2 separate regions of the Danio rerio genome follow, and region 2 is linked to region 1. The links are chromatin contacts, called in public Hi-C maps. All regions are on one chromosome and are shown on one strand. The core of a region is the stretch at or near the end of the contact, and the rest is flanking DNA. Distances in the headings are between cores, read along the strand shown.

The links. Hi-C and Micro-C count contacts between places; a contact is called where the count stands out from the background.
Region 2: a Hi-C map of embryo shows a contact between it and region 1, with 1.6 times the contacts expected there. The contact joins two enhancer-like sites. A contact is called at or near these places in 5 of 18 Hi-C or Micro-C datasets (caudal fin, embryo and hematopoietic stem cells).

The regions. Positions count from the first base shown.
Region 1 is chr3:22,734,095-22,741,513 of GRCz12tu, reverse strand. No RefSeq gene overlaps it. Among named protein-coding and RNA genes, the nearest start is that of cbx1a, 64 kb to the left of the region's middle. Within about 2 kb of position 5,618, at least 3 of the 62 cell types and tissues checked have an H3K27ac peak or open chromatin away from gene starts, as enhancers often do.
Region 2 is chr3:22,772,152-22,778,799 of GRCz12tu, reverse strand. No RefSeq gene overlaps it. Among named protein-coding and RNA genes, the nearest start is that of cbx1a, 26 kb to the left of the region's middle. Within about 2 kb of position 4,874, at least 11 of the 62 cell types and tissues checked have an H3K27ac peak or open chromatin away from gene starts, as enhancers often do.

The sequences.
Region 1 (7,419 bases), core at 4,369-6,868:
AGAGTGATGGTTTAAGTAGTGCTGTCAGTCCAGTAAAGTTAAGCGAATTGCAGAATAATTCAATTAAAATCATCATCATTTGCTGAAATTACTTCCAATTTAAAGACACCATAATACTTTTGCAAAGCTTTCCAAGGCCACAGATATGAAAATAGAAACATTCACAGTAAAATGTTTATAGATTTTATCGTCTGACAGTTGTAATTGAATTGTGTTGTTCTTATTATCTATGATTGTGTGTTAGTTTTAGTGTTTTTTTTAAGGCAATAACTGTCAGAGGTATGCAAAATGTGGGTCACTTCATTTTCAGCCATTAAAAATCGGTTAAATGCAATGATTAGGACATGGAGTTGTATTGTGATTACCATCTTTTTAAGAATGAAAATTATACAGTAAAAAAAACTTTAAACAATAAGGAACATGGCAGCAGAGTGGCTTAGTAGTTAGCACTGTCACCTCACAGCAAAAAGGTCACTGGTTTGAGTCCCAGCTGGGTCAGTTAGCATTTCTGTGAGGCGTTTACATGTTTGCCCTTTGGTTTTCTCCGGGTGCTCCAGTTTCCCTCACTGTTCAAAGATGTGGTATAAGTGAATTGGATGGACTAAATTGGCCGTAATGGGTGTATGGGTGTTACCCAGTACTGGGTTGCGACTGGAAGTGCGTCCGCTGCTGAAAAACATATGCTGGAATAGTTGGCGGTTCATTTCGCTGTGGCAACCCTAATAAATAAGGAACTAAGCTGAAGGAAAATAAATGAAGAATGTGAAAAGAAATTCTTTGGAACTTTTGAAAAATGTTATTTAGCAGTCAAACACATTCTTAGTCTGAGTGCCGTGTTTTCAGTGTGTGATGTGTCAGGTTAAATGTTGCATTCACTTTCTTTGCTCTGTGTCTTGTAGTGTGTGTAAACGGCTCATTCCACACTGTCCGCTATCAGTAAATGAGGTTTAGTGAGGCATGCTGCTGTCTCTAGTAGCAGCTGGGGCTCTGCTGACTACAAACCTGATGAAAACAAATATCAAGGCAATATTTTAAGGTTCAGTAAGGCATACAATATTTAGAGGTCAAGGTTGTGCTAACTGTGTTTTTGTTCTGGTAACTTTGTCTTTTTTTAAAGAATTATGTTACTAAATTCATTTAGTATTATTACTACATTAATATTAGTATTAATATGTGTGTCTAATATAAAATAATATATTTATTCCATTTTTCTTTTTTCCCCCTTTTAAATACCGATCATTTGATGCGCTTTGCACCACTCTCTGTATTATGCTGCCTGACTGCATGTCTGGGTTTCGACTACAGTAGGTCCACTAAATTACGTCATGGGGGTGGGTACTTTCATTTTTTACTGCTACAGCTGCTCACCTCTGCTCATGTTCAAACCAAGCTAAGATCAGCACGTTTTTTTTCACATAGCAGGTTTTTACATCCTTCATACATGTTGAGAGATCGAGTTTATCGACTTGATAAGGGAATATGTCTTGACAGTCCACACAAACGTGACTTAGTAAAGCGTAAAGTCATGTAGGATTTTATTTGCTGCATTAGTCTGAATGTAAATCCCCTCGTCAGGCTGTGCTGGAGTAGCGTGAGAGAGTGGACCACAGCGCGTTTGATGCAAGGGTATAACAAGTATGCTTGTATTTGTTGTATTTGTATTTGGGTTAAATTAGGCTGTCCAGTCTCTGTGTTCAGTCAGTCACTACCATGATTGAAACCCAGACAGGCAATCAAGCAGGTTGCACACCAGAAGCGCCGCGACACGGCGCGCACATGACAGTTTAAAGTATCACACACCAGACACGCACATTCGCATGATCTTTAACATTAAACTAATCAGATGGCGCTCTGTTGCGCTGCCGAAATATGTACTGCGCAGCACGTCACCAAGCAGCGATTCTGGTGTGCGACCTGCTTCATACAAAGAGTGAACCAAAGCGTAAAGTGCAATTATAATGTATTTAATATTTTTATAAAAAAATTGCAATATCTTAATTTAGTTTGAAAAAAAATTGTATTAAAACGTAAATTCGAATGAATCGAAATTATCAAAAAAATTGGTCAGCCCTATAAATAAATAAATAAATAAATAAATAAATAAATATATATATATATATATATATATATATATATATATATATATATATATATATATATATATATATATATATATATATATATATATATGTATATATATGTATATATATATATATATATATATATATATATATATATATATATATATATATATATATATATATATATATATATATATATGTATGTATGTATGTATGTATATATATATATGTATGTATATATATATATATATATATATATATATATATATATATATATATATATATATATATATATATATATATATATATATATATATATATACATAGGGCTGGCCAATTTTTTGATAATTTCGATTATGGGCACATACACACGCAGAATCAGTCGATCAGTTTAGAAAGGTCGTTTTTCAGTAGGAGAAGGCAGACAGGTCTGTGCAGGGATCAGATTGATTTGTCCCCAAACTTCAGAGCACTACAGCAGGAAACCTCACAAATCAACACTGTCATGGCTCTCGCTGAAGCCCCATATTCACTGTATGCTTTTCGTGTTTGCATGCGAGTAGGTGAGAATGTGAAGAAAGAGAAAGCATATGTTGTGTATATAAAATATGTAAAATGCATAATTGACAAGTGGCTATTACACCTTGGGTGTATTCCCTTATGCTGGTGTAACCACATGCAAAGCACATCGTTTATTGTTTTAGTTAAGTAAGCTTCTTTCGTTTTTTTTTTTTACCATAAAATGCTCTTGTGTGTTAGCTAATTTCCTATGCGTCTTTCTCACAAGACTCATTTTTTTTTATTAAACATAATTTTAGAGCTAGTAATTGAGGCTTGAGTCATTGATCGTAGCCTAAATACGTCACCCTGGACTATGAAATATGCACACACATATTTATCAAACTTTTTTAATGACAAAAATCATTTAAGATCATGTTTCTTTTGTAAATTCCTAAGCCTAGTATTGGATTAATATGAATTGCTAACAACTTCACATGGACAACTATAAAGGTAATTTTTCTCAGTATTTAAGCTTAACTTTTTTCACTCTTTTAATGTTACAGCCTTATCCCAAAATGGATTCAATTCATTTATTTCCTAAAAAATACTTAAAATACCCAATAATGACAATGTAAAAAAGATTTTTTGAAGTTGTGCAAATTTATTGAAAATAAAAAACCTGAAAAATCACGTGCATAAGTATTCACAGCCTTTGCCGTGAAGCTCTAAAATTAGCTCATGTACATTCTGTTTCCACTGATCATTCCTGAGATGTTTCAGCAGCTTAATTGGAGTTCACCTGCGTTGAATTCAGTTGATTGGACATAATTTGAAAAGGCATACACCTGTCTATATAAGGTCCCAGGGTTGACAGTGCATGTCAAAGCACAAACCAATCATGAACACAAAGGAATTGTCTGTAGACCTCTGACACAGGATTGTCTCAAGGCACAAGGCTGGGGAATGTTACAAAACATTTTTGCTGCTCAGAGTTCCAATGAGCACAGTGTCCTCCATCATCTGTAAGTGGAAGGTGTTTGGAACCACCAGGACTCTTCCTAGAGCTGGCCGGCCATCTAAGCTGAGTGATCACAACACTCAATGTCTTTGAGTGACCCAGCCAGAACCCAGACCTAAATCCCATTGAACATCTCTGGAGAGATCTGAAAATGGCTCTTCACCCTTGCTTCCCATCCAACCTGATAGAGCTTGAGAGGTACTGCAATGAGTAATGGGCAAAAATTCCCAAAGACAGATGTGCCAAGCTTGTGGCATCATATTCGAAAAGACTTGAGGCTCTGTTGATGCACCTTTGGCAGCAATTAAAGTATTGACCAAAGGCTGTGAATACTTATGTACATGTGATTTATTTATTTATTTATTTTTTTTAATTAATTTAAAAACCATTTCAAAAAATCTTTTTTTCACATTCCTATTATGGGTTATTATGTGTGGAATTGAGAAAATAAATTAATTTAATCCATTTCGGAATAAAGCTGTAACATAAACAAATGGATAAAGTGAAGCGATGAATATTTTCCGGATGCACTATATGATGTACAGTGTAAGCAGCCCACGCATAAGCTTTGAAAGACATTATAAATCACAACATTTGTGAAAGCACAGACACAGCAGGATGTTGTTTGATATACTGTGTAACTTAGAAACTACGTCTGACTTAAATTATTATATATATATTGATCTCATGATAAGGCATGATGCAGTACATCTGGAGTGATGTCATATTTTGTTATTGAAGGCAAATATGGTAAATATATAAGGCAAATATGGTAATATTTCTGAAAAAGAATTTTTACAGTTTAAAGCTAATTCAGAGTAGGGCTACATGATTTGTTTTAGTGTCAATATTGTGATGCGAAAATCCGCAATAGTTGTATTGCAGGATCTGCAATGTCAACGTGTAAGCATTTCAAGTTCATTTAAGCGCAGTAAATTATAATGCTTGTAGCTTAAAGATTAATTGCATATAATTATTTATATAATGAAGCCTATATGCTGTAAAATGTGAAATTATTCCATATTTGCCAAAAAAAAAACTTTAAAGCACAGTTTTTTTATGTTCATCTTTGCTCTTTTATATTGATCTGTGTTTGTAATTTATTATATTTTATGCAGACATGTACCCTTCCAAACAAAATCATCCCAATCAATCAAAAATAATGAACTCTTACCAAACCAAGCTATTAAAGTCATCTGGTGACATTGTGTTTATATCGCAATATATATTGCAGAAAAAATAGATTGCAATTTCAGTTTTTTCAAATATTGGTCAACCCTAGTTCATAGCAGACTAAGATTATTTTGCTGTTAAAAGCACTTTAACTGTTATTTACTGTCACACATCGTTGGATTAAATGGCTTACATTTTGTGACTGTATGGATATTTATTTATTTATTCACATTCACCTCTTTAACTTTAATGTCATTCAACATTTTCATAGGTCTTTTTTTAATGTTTGACACTATTTAAGCACCATACAGATTTTAAAATGTAAATTTAGCCCCTGTATCATAAAAAACAAGCACTAACCAACCCTAGTCATGAGGCATAATCTGAAAAGAAGTGTATTGAAGTCTATAACCCAATAAAATCTAATATTGTTTTAAGACTTAAGTCTCCGTTATTGAGAGCAGACTCCACATTTTGAACTGCAGTGTATTTCAAAGTTTTAGGTGGCCTTTTATGAGTTACAGAAGTGTGTGTACGTGTGTGTGTACGTGTGTGTGTGTGTGTTTGTACGTGTGTGTGTGTGTGTGTGTGTGTGTGTGTGTGTGTGTATGTGTGTACGTGTGTGTGTATGTGCCAGTACCTCAATAAATTCAGCTTGTCTCTCCCTCTCCGTTCTGCATGTATATTTCATGCGTGTGACTGTGTAGATGGAGGTGTGAAGGAGATGTTGAGGAACCATGTGCCTTCATCAGTATTCATGCTGCGAACCAATAGGCCCGCAGGGGGAAGAGTTAGTGTGCGACACGCATGGCTTCCCTGCTTTAATTTCCCTCCATTTGAGAACATTAGCCCTGACAAAGGCAGAGAGGTACAGAGGGACCACTGAACAAACACAGCAGAAAGAGAGAGAGAGGCCTGACGGAAAGTGTGTAGAATAGATGGAAAGGAAAAGAGAGAAATCTGAGACGGAGACTAGGTTTAACTCTCTTATACACCCTCTACAAAGTGCTGGCTGTTTTAGTGGGAAGTGATAATACAGAAGCAAAGGATTCAACTATGGGAGTGGGAAAAGGTTTTACTCTTTAATCCAATGTACCATTTTACTGCCGCATGAGGTATTTTGGGTGATAAAGTGATGTTCATATTACATGCTGTTAACATATGTTGAGGTATATATTTTAAGGTATGGGTATATTCAGTAATATTATTATAATATAAGAAACAACATATGTACTCTTAAAGGTAAAGAAATAAAATGTTCACTTTTTACTAACTTTTCTTTTCTTTCAGTTGAAATGTGAACTGTATGAGTTCCTTTCTTTGGAAAACAAAATAAGATATTTTGAAGAACATTTGTCACACACCATTGTTGATCCCCATAGTGGTCCACCACTTAAAGTATCTTTTCTATATTATGGAAATCAGTTGGGATCATAAACATTTTGGTTACTAACATTTTTTTTAGAACACTCAGTACTGACGAATAGTGAAAACAGCACAACTTAAATATAAAATAGTATAAAATAAATCGTAAAAATAAACAAACCCTAAAACAATTGTTCTTTAAACACTTTAAAACAAGGAAATATCTAATATTTTATTGATTAGCAGCTGGTTAATTGAAATTAAAATAATTTAATACACCCAACATTTGTTAATGTCAAATACCAGGGCTGCCGGATATGGGAAATACTCTTGTATTGATTGTAATAAATTCATTCATTCATTTTCTTTTTGGATTAATCCCTTTATTAATAAGAGGTCGCCACAGCGGAATGAACCGCCAACTTATCCAGCATATGTTTTACGCAGCGGATGCCCTTCCAGCTGCAACCCAACACTGAGAAACACCCATACACACTCATTCACACACAGACACTGCGGACAATTTAGCCTATATTCATGTATAATGTAATAAACACACTAACAAAAAGATGATAGTTACATTTCTGATCTAATTCAAGTAAAAAAAACATTGTGCAAAGTGCCAACATTTAGACTTTAAAACACTGAAAACCTTGGTGGATATTCTAATTTTTATTTGCGCTTGTCTGTATTTTCACCGTTAATATTAATTTTTAGCTTTCAGCTCTGACTGAGGTCCAGCCAATAGCGTAAGGCAGGCAGGTATAAAGATAGTATAAGTCCTCGTGTGATGGGTCAAATTTGGATAAACAACCCATACATGCAATGCATACATTTTTGGCTCATAAAATAAATCTTGATGCATATTATTTCATATACTATTATTGTAATAAAGAGATTTTTTTGATACATTAAGCAGCCTATTTAATACCTCAACACACAGGTAGAAAGTAAAACGATGCATGGCCTTTTATTTGCTGTATACACTCTTGATTGATATTCAGGAACAGTTTTGTAGCAATCTTTTTAGCTACAATCTTGAAATTTATCAGCCTCAGTGTTTTTTAAAAAAGTAGAAAATGTGTGTTCATCATTTCTTTATCCCATATTGTTTCTCTGACTGTTTTGATGAAAATATCAGACCATGTCCACACTCTTCACCATAGTTTTGTGTCTAATGCTTATACACTTTTTGGTGATCTGTCTGTGTGTGTTACTGTAAGATGAATCACTGATTTCAAACACTGAAACTGAGACCTGTGTCGATGTCAGAAAGCAGTG
Region 2 (6,648 bases), core at 3,625-6,124, 38 kb before region 1:
AAACAGAGATATTTAAATTTCTGGTTTGAACTTGATACTTTCAAAAGCTTAAATTATATTTGACATGTCTTAAATGTCACTTGTCGTTATTGTATTAAAACATAAATATGAAGCAGTTAAACAAGCATAGTGTTGTTGTAATGTTCAGAAATAAGAATACATTTAAAGTCTGTATGTGATGCTTGTACCCATTAAGCTAAATAATTTTTTTTATTTATTTATACTTTTATATATGTATTTTTTGTGTCATAGGTTTATGTCATAATCTTATTTTGATATTTAATTCCTCTTGACGACTTGAAACCAACAATTAATCTGTATATAAACGAAACATGCCAAAGGGTATGGGAAAAGCAAAAATAGTAAATTACACCAAATTAACCTGAAAATAAAGACACTTGACAAATTATAATTTTGAGACCAGGCAAGAACAAACTGTCTATACTAGATGTCAAATTGGAAATTCTAGGTTGACTCCTTTGTATATAAACTGAATAACGAAGCACCACCTGAATGTAATTACTGCAAGCTTCTCTGGCCATGAAACATATTTTGTTGGAATGTGGAAGTTTGAATACCATTAGACAACATTTTTGAAAGGAGAGTACTTTGATGGACATTTTTAAAAAGGTACCACCAGGAAAACCTTAAGTTATTAATCAAAAATTGAACTGAAAAGTCAAATTTATCTTTGAATATATATTTGTTTGCTAATTTTATTTCTTTGTTTCTATTTATTTATCTGTCTAAGTAACTTTTTTAGTGTAATACATATTTGTTTTTATCATGTAATATTTTTTAAATGATTTTTATTTTGCCATGAAATAGCCATAAGTTGCTGATGTGATGATAAATAAATAAATTTATTATGATAAGTTGCTGTGCTTAAAGTTCTGTAATCTGGTTGTAACAAAGTCATTTACTGAGACTATGCCTGATTTCTTTTTTCCTTTTTGGTTTTGTTTTCGAGTGAAAGTCTTCAATATTTCAAATAACACTTTATAGAGTAAAAAGAGTGGATCATATAAATTTTAAACTAATTCTTGTCCTAAATAATGTTCTAACAAATTACATGAATCATTACAGATAAAGACATTTGTTGGTATATCAACTATTACTACACACAGTGAAATTTTCATGGGTATTTTCTATATCAGAAAAATCTCATTTTTACTGTGCAGAAAAGATCACATTTCTAGCTTGATTACACTTATTTTTTTATGTTTTAGGTGGTTTAACTCGACTAAATACAATTGTTTGAGTCCATCCTTTGATTTTCTTGCTGTTGTTTTCTGTTGTCTCTATACAAGGCCAAAAGTAAAAAAAAATATATATATGAATTTGAATGGATAAAGCAAACATTAAGTTAGAAATAATTAATTAACTGATTTAGAGATTGAGAAAAATACTACTTAATTTGATGTCTCTGTTATTTAATTGTAAACATCATATCTAGTACTAGAACTAATAGAATGTTCTACCTTTTACCTCCAGCTATTTTCATCTCCTTCATTCTATGAGGGATTGGATGCTGGCTTTGGGTTTGGGTTACCAGGGCAACTGCTGGCATAGTGAGCGGGTAAGATTGTGGCTTGCATACAGTGACTAGATTGGGCAGGACAGCTGGGTGCCATACAGACCCCCTCAGATGTGCATTTAATTTGGCGGAGGGATCATAACAGCAGAATGCAGCATTCAGCCAGAAGCATGTGTTCCATGAGACGGGACATTAGTCTGATTTCAACATAAATGGATAAGTTCATCACTTGTTCTTGTGTGTTTTTTTTTTATCTGTTTATTTATTTTTAATAATTAATTTTCCGTAGGTTTAATATGATTTGATATTCTACAAATGTATAAAACTGGTTTGGTTTTCAAACATCAAAACAATAAATGAACACAAACAGCCTTAATAGTTTTTCTAACATTACAACAAGTCCTGATTACTTTAACCTAAATAAAGTCATAATATCATAGGTGTTTGCTGTCATTTACAGAGGACGCCTACTAAATTGTCTTCGACTGAACAATAGTTAATTCACAAAACATCTTGTTAGGCATAGGGCTTCTCGGTATTGGAAAAATGTCATTATTTAGTTTTTCTGCGATAAATGTTGCAATATATTTGCTACAAAACATGAAAACAACTATTTGGAAATAATCTATTAAAATTGATTGGGGTAATACTGTAGGGAAGTTAATTATGGTTAAATTGTAATAAACAAATTACAAGCATAGATATACAAAAGAGCAAAGATAAAAGTGTGATAAATAGTGTAATATTGCATACCCTGCGATATTACTATGGATGTGTACCTGATATCGATGCTGAAACAATATATTGTTAATATATTGTTACATTATTAATTTTTTCCAAGAATGTTAAGCCATCTGCTGAACTAATCACAATATATATCGCAAAATAAAAAAAAAATCGCAATGTTAGATTTTTCCAATATTTTGCAGCCCTAATCTCTATATATGTCTGTGTGTGTGTCTGTGTGTCTCTCTGTGTGTGTGTGTGTGTGTGGGCCAGAATCAATGTTTGGTCTTGACAAAAACACTGATTAACAATGTCATCTATATTTGATTTATTACTTTCAAAGGCCTTGAAATTAACCTTTTTTTTTTGGTAGCACTGGTGCTCCTAACTTCCAAAATTTTGTCACACCCACCAAAAATGATGAGCACCGTTATTACACATTTTATATTAACAGATTCTATTTATATATTAACACTAATCACAACTAACTAATAAATTAACAAAAATCTGCATGCGCTCACCGGCCCTGCACGCACTGCTTGACGTGAATGAGATGAACTGAATTAAAAATAATAACTGCTGTTCTCACAGGTAGTGTCTGATATTGCACAGATGATATTGACATATAACTTATTATTTGCATGCGTCATCTTAATAGCAATAACGATCTTTTCATGAGCTGCAATATTAGTTTAATCTCCGTAACGTCGCACGATTGACAGCATCGTAATGATTAAATAAAGGATTAAATGACATTAGGACATCTCGTGCTTAATGTGTAGATTCAGTGGCAAACATTGTTACCAGAAAACTCCGTCCCACCGGCTTTACAGTGAATGCATTAGTCATTTTCATTGCGAACTTTAAACACACAGTCTTTTATCCACTCTTCGAAAAGTGTAAATACTAGGCTGACATTCATTACATGATCACTAATCAGATGTGTCATTATTTGTAACTTTAGGTGGTCTCTAAAACTTTATCTGTCAGTGTTGTTTTCTTTCTCTCTTAAAGCTCTTTACGTTTTCGCTGCTGTAGCGCCCTTTCATCAGAACTGAGTGATTGACGGCTGATATTAACCAATCCATTCAGTGTGCCAATAAGAAGAGTTTAAAGGCGGGGCAACCATTGCGAGCTTTGTTTACTGCAGCAAGTTGACATGTCAACTGTTTTAAACCATTCCTGAGCACTGCGTCTGGTGTTCTAGGTGCAAAGATGCTTAATGCGGGAATGTCTCCTAATTCCATGCATGTGGTGAACACTTTGCTGTGAAAATAACAATTTTATGCACTCGCACAAATGCTCCCAAATATATTTTGAGGTCGCATAGATAAAATTTCGGGCGCATATGCGGCCAAAACAATTGCTATTTCGAGCCCTGCTCTCAGCATTTTTTTTGGAACATTTAAAGCAGAAGCTTGAATTTAAAAGATATAAATAAATAAAGGAATACTAAAATGGGTCATGGAGTTTTTTATTAATTTGATTATTTATTTGCATTTGTGTATCTTATGTTTTTTTTTCAGTCTCCCGTATGAAAGAAAGGAGTTAAATTATCTCTAGTTGTGCTGCCTCAACAGCCGTAGTGTCATCTTAAATTCAATACCATCTAACCCACACCACCAAAATAATGGATGCTACTGTTGTAATAGTGTTATTGAGCAGTGGCTGCTGCTGGCTATTTCAATAAAGTGGGTTTGGTGTCTTGGACTGACGCTGGTAGTGACGATTTTCTGAGACCAATTGTTGATCAGCAGTGTATACAATTAGTTCTGTAGTATGACCACTATTGTTGTTTATGAATTAGGCTTGTAATTTTACTGACCTTTGACCCTGACCTTTGACACCAGTAATCTGTTGCATAAACCGATCAGCACACAGACTTTTGCTCAAAATCATTGAATAGTATCCATCCAAGGCCATTTTGCGAGTATATTTGCGATCAAGTGCATTGAAATGAGCGTCTGAAAAACGTCCTCATCTCCTCCGCCCTTTGCTTTCCGCCTGCAAGAACACAGCAAGTTCTTCATTAGGAGAGGAAATCATTCCCCCATCTCTCACACACTCCCAATCTGCAAATGTCACCAGGGTGTGGGCATGTGTGTGTGTGTTAAGATGCCAGATGGATGGTGGCACGAGACACTATTTCATGTTTGACTGTGCCTTGTGTCGCAGGGAGGTGTGTGTGTGTGTGTGTGTGTGTGTGTATGTGTGTGTGTGTGTGTGTGTGTGTGTGTGTGCGCGTGCTGTAGGAACGGCTGTGCACAGCGAGAGATTAATTCTGCTAAATTAATTGGGCTGAGATTGAAAATGAGAGAGCAAGCAGGTTGCAGATGAGCACACACACAAGCCTCCTGCCTGTGAACCACACACTCTTATTTGCCATACTCCCCTGTTTGTTTGCAGTGTGTTTGTGTGGTTGCATTTTGGAGTGTGTGTGTGTGTGTGTGTGTGTGTGTGTGTGTGTGTGTGTGCGCGCGCCTACATGCACAGTGGGGAAGAATGTACACACACAAGCTGCAAGGCTGAGATATGCTGTCAAACACACCCACACACACCCTGGTGTGTGTGGGGACTCAGAGTGGTGATTTTGAGACGAAAGGCCCCCATAAATCTCCTTCCATACAGGAGCTGAGTCTGCACAGGGACGAGAAAGAGAACATTACCATCTGGAGAGAGAGAGAGAGAGAAGGTATAGTTTATATCAACCGTCAGTAAAGTCTCACAGGCCACGTTCATACTCTCTTCTGAGAGTGGAAGCCTGTTCTGTTCACAACACACAGGAAACGTGGAATCATTTGGGTTCAGATGGCTTGACAGCAGTTGTGACATGATGTTCATTACCAAAAAAAATCTTATGAAAACTTCCTTTTATTAATGGGGGATTATAATGCGTTTTATAATTTTACTACTATTAATTAAAAATAGTATTTCTTTGGAGTAAAACAAAATACTATATAAATTATACTATAAAAATATATCAAAACAAGACTCTTTCTGAGCTCCCTCCAATGCTTTGATTGTATTCTGAAGTTTGCTTCTGGGGGTGTACCAATCAAAAACTTAAACTTGGATAAACTTATTACTGCAAAAAATGTAATGCTCAAAGTGAACTGCCAGCCTGATCTCACAAGGAAACATAACTATATCGTGTTTTGTCAGTTTAGTGGCTATTTCGTTTGAAGTTGCATGAGTTTAGTTCTGCGAAATTATACGATTTTAAAAAGGAGGCGTGGCACCCAACACCACCCCTAAACCCAACCGTCATTGCGGCATTAGGAAATTGTAATAAATTGTAGAAATGAGATTGTATGAATTCATACGAATTTGCAACTAAACCAAAAAGTTATGAATTGCTGTGAGATCATGTTGAATATGCTTTGGGCTTTTAACACCACTTTGAGGTCTATGAACATCAGGAGTTTTAAACTGAAAATGCTTTGGATTATCTATAAGGGTTTACTTGTTGCTGGAGTGAACGTCAAAAACACAAAGTCTTTTGAAAATCTTGATATTCGATATATTACTTATAAGGGGCTGATCACACCGAACGCGCTTTTTGCGTTGAGAGGTTACTTTTTAGAATTAAAAAAAAAAGTAAACTCTGAGCGGAAGAAGCGTGTAACACCAATTGCGTCTTTTCATTTACCAATCAAATGAAGGCAGAGGCGGGATTTCCGTTAAGGTGACAACAGTGTTTGTGTTGTCAAGTAGACTGCAGAGAGTTTTAGAGATGGAAGAGAGACTAGTGGTCGCTGTTTTGAGTTTTCCTGTGCTGCTGTATAACTCACAAATGTTAAGATTTGTACATTGTTTACGTTTATATATATACATTATATATACTTCTGTGTATATGTGTATGACTTCACTGTGGTGGCAAAGAACGTCATTGTACAGAGAAAATTGTTTCCTTACTGTGCAGATGGCAATAAACAAATTAAATATAATTTAAATCTTGAATTTCACAATCTTATTAAATACTAAAATTATACCAATATCAACAGCCACACTCGTGCACAATACCCAGCTGATTCAGTCGCTGGCTATTGACTTAGAAGGCGAACTGCAACAACAAAACAACAAAAAAGGCAGTGTGGTACACCTCACCTTTTTAGAATGGAAAAGCTCATTCGGTTTGATCGGCTTCTAAGATTGCTATAAATGGAACACCACACTAGTGAGCAAAAACACTGTTCACCTGTCTAATAAATTGTTGGTCCTCCATCCGCTGCCGAAAAAGCCTTGGAATCTGCATTATACCTAAAGTTGCCCTGTGAAATCTGGCACCACATTAGCAGCAGATCCCTTAACAACTTTCAAGATAAAACGGCTGAGAGTCAAAGTTGTTGGTTGTAGACATCAACCAAATGCTCAGTTGGATTGAT